Regions from separate parts of the Gossypium arboreum genome. Here region 2 is linked to region 1. A link is a contact called in public Hi-C data. All regions are on one chromosome and are shown on one strand. Each heading gives the region's core, a stretch centred on a gene start, on an enhancer-like site or on the middle of the called end of the contact. The rest is flanking DNA. Distances are from core to core; before and after follow the strand shown. Region 1 holds the start of LOC108480026. Region 2 overlaps LOC108476745 (a long non-coding RNA gene).

Evidence for each region. A called contact is a pair of places that touch in the nucleus more often than the background predicts.
Region 2: a Hi-C map of leaf shows a contact between it and region 1, with 3 times the contacts expected there. The contact joins the enhancer-like site here to the promoter of LOC108480026 in region 1. A contact is called at or near these places in 2 of 5 Hi-C or Micro-C datasets (both in leaf).

What each region holds. Positions count from the first base shown.
Region 1 is chr12:107,899,040-107,906,178 of ASM2569848v2, forward strand. LOC108480026 reads right to left here and starts at 5,589. Exons shown (of 10, transcript XM_017782925.2): 1 at 5,270-5,589; 2 at 4,432-4,598; 3 at 4,291-4,355; 4 at 3,923-3,963; 5 at 3,636-3,724; 6 at 3,432-3,545; 7 at 3,247-3,324; 8 at 2,904-2,969; 9 at 2,265-2,345; 10 at 1-289. The coding sequence starts at 5,411. The coding sequence ends at 182.
Region 2 is chr12:107,972,349-107,979,515 of ASM2569848v2, forward strand. It overlaps LOC108476745 (a long non-coding RNA gene), which reads left to right. Exons shown (of 9, transcript XR_008276294.1): 4 at 779-915; 5 at 983-1,110; 6 at 1,212-1,278; 7 at 1,415-1,554; 8 at 1,841-2,080; 9 at 2,175-2,474. Among protein-coding and RNA genes, the nearest start is that of LOC108476745, 5.7 kb to the left of the region's middle. Within about 2 kb of position 3,568, at least 1 of the 2 cell types and tissues checked has an H3K27ac peak or open chromatin away from gene starts, as enhancers often do. A contact at or near this core is called in leaf, where this site is marked.

The DNA of each region.
Region 1 (7,139 bases), core at 4,339-6,838:
ATTAATACATCAAAATCAAACTCGTTGATAACATCCCAAATTCATGTTTGGAGTAGTAGAAAGGTATCTTAACATTTTTAATCCCGGCCAAAATAAAACTATGAATTGTACGCTATTGTATCAACTCTGTAGGAGAAATGGAAGTTGAAATATGCTTAAATTTGCATCTGAATTTGGAACTTCAGGTTCTTGAGCAACCCATTTGGAACCTGCGCACCTTCATTTTTCCATTTAAGGCAAGGGCCAACACATCATATTCCTCCACATACCACAGCTCCTTTACCTTTGCCTGTCATCAAACACAAAACCAACCAATCATATCTTATATATATTGAGCACAAAAACACAGTTGACATAGATAACAAAGCATTCACATTCAACCATGTCCTTGCCGGTAGGACTAATGCTATGCCTAGTACAAGAGGATTCACATATTTGATGTTCATGTTCTTTGACAATGTAACAAAAAGTTCCAGTGCTCGAGTACTTCCTATGATGCGAGAATTGCATGCTAACTAAGAAAAGATGGGAAAGAATTGACAAATTTGATGCCATTCTCTTGGTGTTCTTCCACAAAATGAGCTCAAAAGTTTCCCAGAGCCATGCTTTCTACAAGTTCCACAGTTCAACATCAAAGAACTTAGATATAGAACATGATACAATGTACTTAAATTAAATGTTCTTTAAAAAACAGGGATTACCTCACCTCACGACAGTTAAAATGGTAGCAACAAAGTAGGGACCAATAAACTCCCATCCCGAATACTAATATTTTCATCACAACAAATATGCCTTTGTTTATAGTCATTTGCATGCATCTCCGATCCATTTAACATTGTCATTCTAGTTTTTGCAAACAAATTTACATCATATTGCGGAAAAACAACCAAACCTTGCCGTGTTTCTATCATGTATAGTTGTTACCAAAACTTTTAAACAATCTTTAGTTATCATTAGATGACTTTCCTACCAAAAGTTCTAAATATCACAAAGGATATCCGATTAGATTAAAATACATATATGTTTCAAGCAGGTACTAAGGTAAAAACTCAATTATGAGCAAGAGAAACCAAGAAAACAGAAAACCTGCAGTAACCATGGTATTCAGTACAGTTTTTATGGAAACTGATTTGGGTTACGATTGGAGGTATTTGGTTCAGTTAAGTTTTCTATTCAAGTTCAAGCCAAACTGAATTTTATTTTTACTTTCAATATATTTAAATTTTTATGATATGAAAATCAATAATTTACATCTAAGTTACTGAAGAAAAAAAACTTAAAAGCATTATATAAAAAATATAACTTTTTTTAATTTAAAAAAAATGAAACAATCCAAACCGATTTTGACTTGGGTAGATTAGTTATCAACTGTATTTGATTCAATTTCAGTTCCAGAATACCACACCCAACCAGCAAATTCCTTTTCTAAAACAAAACTGTATCTTATCACTTTCAGGTGAGAATATCATGCTATTGTTGCATGAATTGTCAATAGGGCCAAAGACAAGATTTGAAGTTGAGTTCTTTCTTTTCCTTTTTGTAGTTCAGATTTTAGTTATTTATGTTAGTTGAAAATAATATACAAAATAAAAGAAACAGTCTTGCAGGAAAGTCAAAAAAAAAGGAAAAAATAAAAGTTAAGGTTCAATAAAAAAAAGTACATATATCGGTGCGTTGGAGTGCTTGGCACCATTGCTAGCATATGATTTTGTCAACAGAGGAATCTGGCTTCAATTTCCTCATTGTGAAAGTTATAACTAATAAGAAAATATTCAAAAGTAATAAGCAAACCATGAAAACAAACCGAATTTTGTAAAAGTTATGAGAGAAATCAAGTATGATATTTTAGGAAAAAACAATTCTATGAAAAGTGAAAAAAAAACATTTATACAAGGAAATACTGATAATACTCTTTTCTTTTTTTTCTTCTTTATGGATAACAAAACACACAAGAATTAAGTGGAAAGTTGAAAAGCTTCAACTTAGAACTTATAAAAATGTTACGGGGGCCAAGAATAGAAATAAATAAAAATAAAAGACTTGGAGTTAAATTATGATTTTCAAGAAATTTAAAAGAGAGGAGAAGGGGGTGGCCGATTAAAAATAAGTAAATAATCAAAAAATGGGGATCATGCACATGTGAGATTTCATGCATGGGCGGATTAAAAATAAAGTGACCAATCAAAACATGAGGATCACGCATAGGAAGCTATTCAGACAGTGAAAATGCATGCCAAGTAATGATACAAAGTATAACAACTTGCCTTAAATCCACGGATTTCATTGTTTAGTTGAGAGACTAGCTTATGGAAAAGTTTGATTGGATTTGAAGTACTATCAGTGTCCTGCATAAGACATGCATTGTATACATATATGTAAGAATATGAGCTTGAACCAATCACATAACTCTTGTAACTTCAATTCACCATTAGATCTAAACAAGGAAACTAATATAACAAGCTTTGCCAGCCATACTTTTGCCATAGTGCCAAAAAGTCGCAGTTTACTCGTACAAGAGTCAAGGGAAACCTTACAATGCTTGAGTCAGCAAATGGGCTTCTCTCAAATTACAACAGCAACTACTATCTAGTATTTCATGGTTCAAACATCATGGCAATATAAAAAGGATACATGTTGACCTAGGGAACTCAAAAGAACATTGAAAGGGATGAAACAAAGAAGATGAATTTGTGATTGAAAATTCATCTCACAATGTGTGGGTTTAGTCCAACATTATGTTGGATTTATCCAATTATTTGCTGGTCCATTGGTTAATTTCTTATATGGATGTAATAATTGGCATTAATTGTAACTACTCTTAATGTACTTCTATACATGTAACTTCATAAAAATTAAGAATAAAAAGGAAACTACTGTAACTGGATAGAACTTAAAAATAATACCATGAGTGAAGCTTTAGGGTGACTCAGAAGCCTTGCAAAAGACGTGTGAAGAATAGCCTCATCATACTGCAAAAGTAAGCAAAAACGTTCCATTTTAAAATAAAAAACATTTCCTTTACAGTCACATAAATACTTATTATTGTCAAACAAGACAGAGATCCTAAAAATGATGCCAAAACCATCAAATAAGAATTAACAGGCCAAGATATTACCATAAAAAAGTATAGCCCTTATATTAGCAATGTTGCCATTTCTTTCTTTCTTCTTTATTTTTGAAAGACACGATGTTGCCATTTGAATATTACTAGTTTAGTCAAAATTAAGTTTTTCATAAGGATCTTACAAGTTGCTTCTCTGGTGCTCGTGCAAGTGCTGTTCTCAATTTAGCACGAATGCTTACGGGATCCGTTCCAGAAATTACCTACAGAAAAATAAAAATGTTATCTGGCACTAAAAAGAATAAAAATCCTTTCTTCCCTTTTTCGACAGCTCATTTAGGAAACAGGAGACTACAAGTGAAGGACTAACCTGCCAGCAGCCAAGAAGCACACCAGTCGAAGTTAAAACTACCCTGTCTAAGACGATTTGTAAAGGGCATAGCCCCTCTGCAACAGCTTTAGCAGCAGCTGCTTCAGCTTCAATCTGACAAAAGAAAAGAGGCTTCAAAAATCGAACCCAACATCTAACAAGCAGAAAAAAGAGGTACCAAAATAGCTATAACAGGCAAGTTACCTCAATTTCAGAGGCGGGAACAGGTGCAATATGATGCGATGCGTGGAACATACTGAAATGGTACAAGCTTGAGTTCTGAAACCAGATCGCTAACCAAAATATATAAGCAAGCGAACACATGAGAATAAATGCAGAAAAAGCAAAAGTTATCAATTAACTAAAGGAATAAATGATAACTTATCTAAACTACTCTCGTTATTAAAAGAAGTATCAAATCAGTTAAATAGATAACAGAAAAATGTGGAAGAAACAGCAACACAAAAATATACTTCTTTACAACAGATTACCTTTGTCAAAGTATGGATCAAATACTTGCTTTACAGCCTTCCTGTGACAAACAAAGCATGCATCAGAGTATAATGTAAGGGCTAACCCCTCCCTCAACCCACAAAAAGGGCTTAGCATAACATGGAAATATTAAATAGAAGTCCCCTTTAATTATCTCGAAGTCCTATAGATTATAAAGCCAGCTTCAACTCTTAAAAATTTTGCTAAAACAGCATGATGGGAAATCACACTTAACTAAGATCAGATCAAAGTTATTAGTGCAGGCATTTTACTTCTGGGGTCAATATTCTGATAAGAAACAAGTAGGTCAAAAATTTAATAAAAACAACAAATGGAAAAAAACATTCCAATGAAAACAAAATTTTACGAGATGGGCACTGAGTATTCTGTGCTCATATACAAGACGTTGGCCCGTACAGGAGGATGTGCTGCCTGAAATGAGAAGGAAAGCCATTATTAACCGCTTGTACAGAAGGATTGATTATAGCTCGGTTGACTCATATATTACCTTAAGTACAGGTGTTACAAATCCATCTTTCAAAGTAAAGAGATCTGAAAGTGACAGCGATTGAGAAGTTTCACCATGTTTAAGAAAAGCTGCTCCATGCTGGTCCAAATCCCTTTCCATTTTATCATACAATGTTGATCTTCGATTGCTATTTGCCATAGCAGACTCTGATAAAAATATCCCTAACAAAGTTAACACACTAAAGTCCAAGTATGCAAAGCTTGCCTGAATTTGTGCAAAGCTCCGATTTAAAAAGAAGTCCAAGTATGCAAAGCTTGCCTGAATTTGTGCAAAGCTCCGATTTAAAAAGAAGAAAAGAAAAAAAAAAAAAGGGCTATCAATTTAATTTTTTATCAATAATTTGATAAAAGAATATTACAAAATGAGAATTTTTAATAATAAGGCAAGCATGATGAACTAACACCACGAATTCACAAATGGCAACATTATGTTCTACGGATCTCAAACCTAAAACCATCAAAATTAAGTGGTGTCAGGTAGCTCAAACAGTCATCCAAAAGAGTTCAACCTTTAAATACATATCATAAAAGCAATATTAAGTAAACGGGAAGACTGTAAATCAATAAACACACACACACACAACATTTACACTCAAAATCCGGAATCCTAGCAAGAAAAGGCGAAGTTTCATCAAATCCCAGCAACAAAAAACATAAACCCAGGACAATTTTAAAGTTCATATGAAAAATTAGGACATCATGATAAACAACTAAACTTCTCGTTTGTTATTTTAAAGCTAAAATGCGATTAGATCTTAAAATTCATCATATTTTCAACCTTAATTACCAAGAAAATTTGATAGAAGAAGAAAGAGTACCTGAAGAAGGAAGGGAAGAAAGAGAAGTGGAATTTCGGAGAGCCAATTGGAAGAGAAAGAAGAACAAAGCAAGAGAAGAGAACCATATAACAGCTACAGTTTTGGAATGGCTCCACCAATTTCTAACTCTACCCATCACCATTCTTTTGCTTCTGTTTCGAGGTCTTCCTTAAAATAGAAGCTACGAATGTCGACGTTTGGTACAGGCCAATTTTTTCCTGCCCCGACTTCCACCCGACGGTTAAAATATTTTAATGCTTACTTTGGCCCCCAAACTATACATGTTTTCTCATTTTCCTACCTAAAACTCTCTTTTTTCTCGAACTTTTCTAGTTATTCAGTTCAATCATTTTGTAACCGTGTTAAAAACTGATGGGTAAATTGCACTTGTCATTTTTTTTGTCATTTAATTATGAAAAGTTATAAAATCGTCACTCAATTATTTAATTTTATCTTTTTAGTCACCTAACTATCTTGGATGTTTGAGTGTTTTCATTTTTATGTTAGCAAGTTGGAGACCAAAAAGGAAAAATAGAATAGTTAAGTGACTATTTTGTAATTTTTCATGTTGGGGTGACCAAAAAAGAAAAATTATTAATAGTTAAGTGATTATTTTGTAATTTTTCATAGTTGAGTAACTAAAAAAAACATAAGTGGATGACCTTTACCGCAGTTTACCAAAACCATTTGACATATTGTGTCAATCAAAACATGGCACCTGACACCTTAGTCAATTAAAATGTGTCTCATGGCATTCATGTTTATTAAAATTAAAAAAATATTTTTAAATCAAAATAAAAAATAGGAAAAGAATATTTAAAATTTTAAAATATTCATTTTACTTTGACTTGTGTTGACTAGGCATTGACCAATGTTGACTAACTTTCATTTCAATTTTTATATTTTAAATTTTCATAATTTTAACAAAATATATATTTTCTTTTGCAGTTTTTAAAAGTTATTAGGAATTTTCTAAAATTATATTTTTATTTTAAGTTTTAAATTTTAAATTTTTTATTTTTAAATTATTAAAAATTATATTTTTATATTACTTGCAACCTATAACGAGTTAGATTATTTATGCGATTGGAAGATCCGAATGTTAATGAATTAGTAATTGAAAGAGAGTTAAAACTTGATTTACAAAAGATGCTTGTGGTTTAGTGCTCTTAATTTGAGCACATGCTAGGGCTGAGCCAAAAACCCAATCAAATAGAGAAATTAAGTTGAATCAGAAATTCAGTTTGACTCGATTTAAGTTTTTTTTTATAGTTTGTTTAGTTTCAAATAGATGATATCATCAAACCACAACAATTTAGTTCGATTTCAGTTTATTCCATTAAACATCAAAAATTCAAAAAAAATTAATTAAAAATTCCAATAAAGCCTAATATTTTTCTTGAACATATAAGCCCAATATATTATCAAACAATTTACCAAACCTGCAGAAAGAAAACTAAACTAGAGAAGAAGGAATTAAAACCAGAATACAAAAACTAAACTAAAGAAGAATGAACTAAAATCTGAATACAAAAAGTAGTTTACTTGTTTTATTGATTCAGCTTTAATATCTCAAGATGAGACGAGCTATGTATTTATACAGCAAAGTTAGTAGCTGCAAATACTAATTAGCATTAACAAGAACCTATACTTTCTTTGCAACTGACTAAGAGAATAACAGTCGACTGAGTCAATTGACCCGATTAGAAAAACACACCTATTTACTTTTCTTTAAAGAAAAGAACATTATCTTTATGGTGGGTACCCCTTTAATCAAAGTGGTATTCCCTTAGTTCAAGACCATTTTTATTGAAAGCGTCATTTAAATAAAAACTCGTTGCATTAATGATGCACAAAATAAACCTTTGGT
Region 2 (7,167 bases), core at 2,318-4,817, 71 kb after region 1:
CAGGAATTTAAAATAAATGGCCTGTGAATAGATGTTTAAATCCTCACCTATCATGGGAAGTTGAATAAATAACAACTATACAGTAGAAAGTGTAGAAGATAAATCAGTTTATCTCAGTAATTATGCAATGGGATTCTTTACAGAGAAGCTGTGGGGTATATGCTCAAAAACTAGCTTTAAGATGGAGAAGAAAAAGAATTGTGGATGATTTCATTTTCAAATGCCAGCTTCACCACACAGTTACATAATGTATACATGCACATGCACGCATGAACTCACGTATATTAAAGCTAAATCCCACTGTGTCCATGGTCTAATCTAATCCCTTTTAAATTGTGGTGTTCCTGTCTCCATATGTGGTTATATTTGTTTTCTTTAATTTTTTTTAAAATTGGACTAGAGTGCAGGTATGACTAGTAGTTTTCATCGTTCCATACTTTTGTTTTCTCTTTAAGTCAATTGTTTGTATGAAATATTTGACTGTAAAAATATCCTTGTATGACAGTCGCAGCACAAAAAATAGGAAAAAAGTACATTGAGTTTGTACATCTTTTTTATAATAGTAGTAATTATCTGTTATCTTTCTCAATTCCTCAAAATTATTTGGTCAATGTGCATAATAAAGAAGATTATATTCTATTCTCCGATTTGTAATTGATTCTTTAGTAATAAAGTTGCTGGAAAATTGACATAATAGTGTTTTAATAATAAATTCTATTACATGGGTTTTAGTAAGTTGCTGGAAAGTTTAATTTGCACTTTATTGTTTGTTGTTTAGGATGAGTCTAATGGGGCTGATCCAGAAATTAGTAAGCGAGAGAAGGACAGGCTCAAAGAAATGCAGAAACTAAAAAAGCAGAAGATTCAGGGAATACTGGATATTCAAAATGCTGCCAGTGACGCTGAGTATTCTAGGTAAAAGTTTTTATTCTGTTCATCTTAAGTGTAATTTATGGTTTGCTAATGTTTGGTTGAACGACAGGATAATAAGGGAAAGGAGCGGTTGAAGTATCTTTTGCAGCAGACAGAGTTGTTTGTTCAACTTAGTTTCTTATTTTCAATTTCAGGAGGAGGAACTGAAATTAGAGCCTATTATCGCATTTGATTGTGGTATGATCTTCTGCTATATGCTCTTTTATCGTTTAAACTTAAATGAAAATTTGCAAACTGTCTGATTTTGCATGGTGGTATGTTCTTTTGTTATGTCAAAGTGATCTAAGTTTGGCTCTCTCTTTCAATAAAAAAGCTGAAACCAAGGAACGAGATTGGTGCAATGTAGTATGATCTTCTGCTATATGCTCTTTTATCGATTAAACTTAAATGAAAATTTGCAAACTGTCTGATTTTGCATGGTGGTATGTTCTTTTGTTATGTCAAAGTGATCTAAGTTTGGCTCTCTCTTTCAATAAAAAAGATGAAATCAGGGAACGAGATTGGTGCAATGTGGTTACATGCCATATGGATTCTGAACAGGCATATGTGTGGCTACTTCAAAGTTTTGTGATTGGTGAGCATATCCTGAGACCATGTCCTGAAAATCCAACGCCTGTGAAGGTTATGCTCTATCAAATTCCTACTATTTTGTATTTTAGTTCCACGAGTTTTATGTATTAATATCTTTTTTCCTGCACCAAAATGTAGTGAATACATTCAGTGCTTTTTCTGAATTTGACTATTTATAGAATATAGACAAGATGGCTGATGTATTCATCTTCATTTAAAACATTAAGCAGCAAATACTTCTGATATTAAACTATTCAAAGATGAGAAACCCTGCTAGAAACTAGTATTTCATGAACTATACGAATTGTGACTGATGGTTTGTTCTATCTGGTTGCAGGCCTGTGCCATCAGCGCTTGTGGTAATTTTGCGGTTCTAGGGACAGCAGGGGGTTGGATTGAGAGATTCAATCTCCAATCTGGAATAAGTCAAGGTAGTTATGTGGACACGCCAAAAGGAAGTGCTCATGATGGGGAGTCTGCTGCTGAAGGGGCAATAAGGGAAACATAGGAAGAGGCAGGTGTTGAAGTGGAAGTCATTTCCCCTTTTGCACAACTGGATATTCCCCTTATTGGACAAGTTAGAATAAGCATCCTTAATTTACTTCTGTATCTCATGTACATTTATGTAAGATGTTTATGTATCTAACATCGCTCTGTCTTTTTTGGAGCAGACATATGTAATCTTCTTGGCAAAGCTGAAGAAGCCCCAATTTTCACCAGGACCAGAATCATCCGAGTGCTGTCTCTTTGAATTGGAAGACATTCCCTTTGGTTCTTTGGCATTTTCTTCCATTTTTGTTACTTTGAATTTGGTATGAGCTTTTTGTTTTTCTTTCTTTCCATAAATGTAAATGTGCTTAAAATTTATCTAAAAATTCTCATCGACATAAATTTTCATAAATTGTATTATCTCTCTGTTGTTGGTAGATTGCCCATTTATTTAAACATAATATTTAAATTTTAAATTTAAACTCATCAATTTTTATATTTAGTTTTAAAGTTAAAATTTTAATAGAAAATTTAATTTAATTAATATTTTTTATTTATCCTTAAAAGTATATAGTTTAAAGTTTCAAAAATAAAATATAATATAGAAAATAAATATTATTTAATAAAAATATATTTTTTTAAAGGTTATGTTCTTTAGTGGCGTTTGTGGGAAAAGCGCCACTAAAGGTTTGTTTTGTAGCGGCGTTTGTAAAAAAAGTGTCGCTAAAGGTCATGGTTTTTAGTGTCATTTGTAAAAAAAGTACCGTTAAAGGTCATGGTCTTTAGCGGCGTTTTTTTAAATAAATGCCGCAAAATTTTGTGGCGTCTTCTGTAATGGCGCTTGTGAAAACGCCGCTAATAGTTTTAGTGGCGCTTTAAAAGTCAAAAAACGCCGCTAAAAGTCTGTTCTCATGTAGTGCAGAGAAGATGGGAGGATCAATCATCCTTGCAAGTTGGCCATCCGCTCCTAGACTTGTCATTGGGCAGAACCATCTGGCTCGCTCGAAAAGTGGGAGGGTTTGGACAAAAATATAAGCCCCAAAAATGGGCTTGGGCACAAAATAAGGCCCAATTAGAAAATGGGCTATGCCTCGGGTAAGGTTTTTTTGGCCTGAGCCCAACCTGAATTTGCAAAAAAAAAGCTATTGTTTTATTGTGGTTTTCCTACTATTTTCTCACTGTTTTGTTTCCCTACAAAAATACATTTTATTGTTATTATTTAGATATTATACTTATTTTATTGTTAATTTTGCTACTAGTTTAAAGGCATTTGTTTGTTAAGTTGCACATATGTTAGTGTTATTTAAGTATAATTATTTAATTTATTTTCAATTTGTTAAGAAACAAATATTTTAATATTTTTAGTATTTTTATGTATTATATTTTTAAATTTTTATATAAAAAATTAAATAAAATTTCAATACAAAGTAAATTTGAGTTTAAGTTTTAGCATTTTTATCCGAGTTGAGCTTGAGAAAAAATTTATGCCCATTTTTCGGGCTAGGCCCTGGCCTATCAATCGGGCCTAGAATTTTGTTAGGTCTTGACCTGACCCATGGACAACTCTCAGAAGGTCTTCATCCACCATCAAGCCATCTGTTCTTGACGGAAGCCTCTCCCCAATAGGACACCCACTCTTCTGTTTAGAATGTGACTTTTTAAGTCACCAAACTCTACGTGGGCCTAACTACTTTACACCACGGTTCAGAAAAAATTACAAAATATATCCCCTTAGAGATATCTTTCCTATGCATTTCACAATGATAACATGATAGTAAATTCATCACGTTAGTACCACCAAACATGAAATTTCTTTTGGATATACCCCTTCACACAATAAATAAGAGATCGACTCTCAAGCATAAATAACCATCTTATTGCCCTCAGCATCCCCCGACTCTCCACTCTATATGGGTAAATTGACCTTCATCAAAACCACCACCACCACATTCACTTCATGTCTACTGTTATAGATACCCAACATCAACATGTGATTTGATTAATTTCTAATGCTTTTCGTAAGAGAGGAATTAGAGAGGAAAAGAAAATAAAGAAACAATAAAGGAAAAGAAATAAAAACAGTAGTAAAAGAATATGCTGGCCCATAAGACATGACAACCACAAAGGGGATAAAAGAAAAATAGTAAATAGCTGTCTCTTTGTAATCTGGTGCTGAATGTGAGGGAAATTTCGAGGTTTCAAATGTGTAGGTCTTGTTAGTTGTTAGCATCAAATATATCATAAAATATAAAGATAAATAAAATAACAAGTAGTATAATATTTGGTTACTAACCGGTATCTAAAATAAAATGAAGATGGTTGAGTGCAGTGAGCAGTGATGGTGTGAGTGTTTTGGATAAGGGAGTGAGACCAATGTTACTGCCTTTCCTCACACCACATGCCTTTGCTTCTCAACACCACGCCTTCTTTATCTGAAAAACAACAACAACACGCTTTACCTTCCAAACTCTGTCGGCTGGTTTTACTAAATGCTTTAATTGTATGATTCTTTTTATATAAGGTTTTTTTTTATTCAATTATACGTACCAATTTTTTTATTATAGTACATAACAATATGTGTTATGAATATTTTATTAAGTGGATGTCCATCATGATCAATATAAAATTTTAATGTACTTCAAATTTTAATAGTTATTAAATTAGATCTCTACTTCTTTTATATTTTTATGCCTATAAATAGATACATTCTCTATTGCTTTCATATTTTCTTTATTTTCTCCATCTTTTTTATTTTATAACATAATGAATAAATTATAATATTTTTTTTACAATTTTAGTTTAAAATTGTTATCAAGTTACATTTCAACAACACAAAAGATTCAATTTTAACTGGTTGGTTATTTTTAATAAATTTCGTTTATAATTTTTAAGATTTTTTCAAAATAATTTTAAAATTTAAAATGATTTAATTGATTTTTATGACTTTTTAACCCTTTAACTTTATTAGTTTCAAAAATTATAATTTACATCCAACAAAAAAAGTAAAGATCATATTAGATAAATATGTAAAAGTTATAGAATAAATTTATTATATATTTTATATAAACACTAAAATAAATATTTATTTTACTTATTCCTCTATCGTACTGAAATTAATATAATTATTTTTTAATAAACGAGCTAAAATGCAAGGTTTTGTACTTTTGTGAGCAGATTGAAGGTCAAAAAAGTAGATCCTGCATTGCGCCCGCTTTCCTCCTGCAATCTCTATTATGGTCAGGATATTATTTTTCTTAATCATATGCTGGAAGTTTGAGCTGCCAAGTTATGGTTGCTGCAGAACCAACATATAAGCAATGTGTAGGAGGGATGGGGGCCTCACGAATTTGAAAAATGAGCTAATTACATATATATAACTGGACGATGGACCGATTCTGATTTGACTTGGTATCCACCACTAAGCTAGCTGCAATTCTATTATTATCTCTCTTTTAATTTTTTTCTTTTCTTTTTTTTTATATTTATAATTTATGATTATTTTTCTCAATAATTTCATCTTCAATATTTAAATTTATATTTTTTAAAGTATAATGTATTTTATCATAACACTCATCACTTGTTGATATTTGTCTTTATTATATAATACTATCACTTATTGATTGATTGTCTTTTATTATATATAACTGTTCAATTTCTTTTGAATGATATTTTAAATGTAATTACATGTTAAATTAGCCAAATATGTTGATTCTTTTTAATTAGTCAAATAGGTTTTTTTTTTTTTTTTTTTTTTTTTTTTACATTTAGGGAAATAAGCTGATTTTAGAGAGGGTGTGTGAAAGTGAGCCCAGCTCCTCGGCCTCCTATTTTGTAAGTGTTTTTAGAGCTAATGTAACGTCCCCTTTACCCGAGACCGTCGCCGGAGTCGAACACGAGGCATTACTAAACTTATTTGAGCACTTAAACAAATTCAAACAATTTATATCACACTTTCCAGACAAGTTGTCCAACTGCGTTACAGACGCAAAAAAAATCATATCTCGAGTTACAAAACTCAAAATCCAAATCCATAAAATTTCCCCAAATCTAGGCTCATATATCTACTTACTAATTTTTTTCTAGAATTTTTGGTTGGGCCAATTAGTACAGTTTATTAGTTGAAGTCTCCCCTGTTTTAGGGTTTGGCTACTCTGACCCCTGTACACTACGAACCAAATTTCTCCATGTACAGAATTCAAATAACCAAGAAGATTATTTCTCTTAAAAATAGACTCAATAAGGAATCCATACATATATAGTATGACTCCTAAATATTTTTGTATAATTTTTAATGATTTTTACAAATCAGAACAGGGGAGTTCAAAATCACTCTGACCTTGTCTCACAAAAATTCAAATATCTCCTGATATGAAAGCCTTTTGCTTACACCGTTTCTTCTACGTGAAACTAGATTCAATAAGATTTAATTTCATATTTTATTCAACCTATAATGATATTTTCATAATTTATGGTGAATTTTCAAAGTCAAACTACTGCTACTAACCAAAAACTGTTTTAGTACAAAATGTTGACATCTTTACTTCATTTCATTTAAACTCTATACATGCCATATAAATCTTCAAACATAAAACAAAAGCTACCGAAATTGATCTGGATAGCGTGCTTTGTTGTGTTGATCCGATCTACCAACTTCACTTCAATTCAATCTACATAAAAATATCAAACACGCACAAGTAAGCTTATTGAAGCTTAGTAAGTTCATAGGTTTAAAAGTAATGCTTACCAAACATAATATTTCCAAACAATACCAAAACATTTACTAAAGTTTCCTGCGATTCACAACCATTGTTATAATAATTCACATAGTTGAGCTCAACAGTAACAACTACTCAATCTCTTTCATTTGGATCACTTCTCTTTTATTTCTTATAATCAAATTAGGAAACGGTTTACGAAATTGAGTACGTCGTTGTTCAGTGCCACGATTCATAACTCAGTATGGTTTTCCTCATTGAAATACCATACCTACATTTTACAACTCGGTATGGGCAATGCCATACCTACATTTCTTAACTCAGTATGGATTTGATAATACCATACCTACATATCACAACTTAGTATGGATGATACCATACCTACATATCACAACTCAGTATGGATGATACCATACCTACATTTCACACTTTGCCATGGAACAACCATGGTCTTATCCGT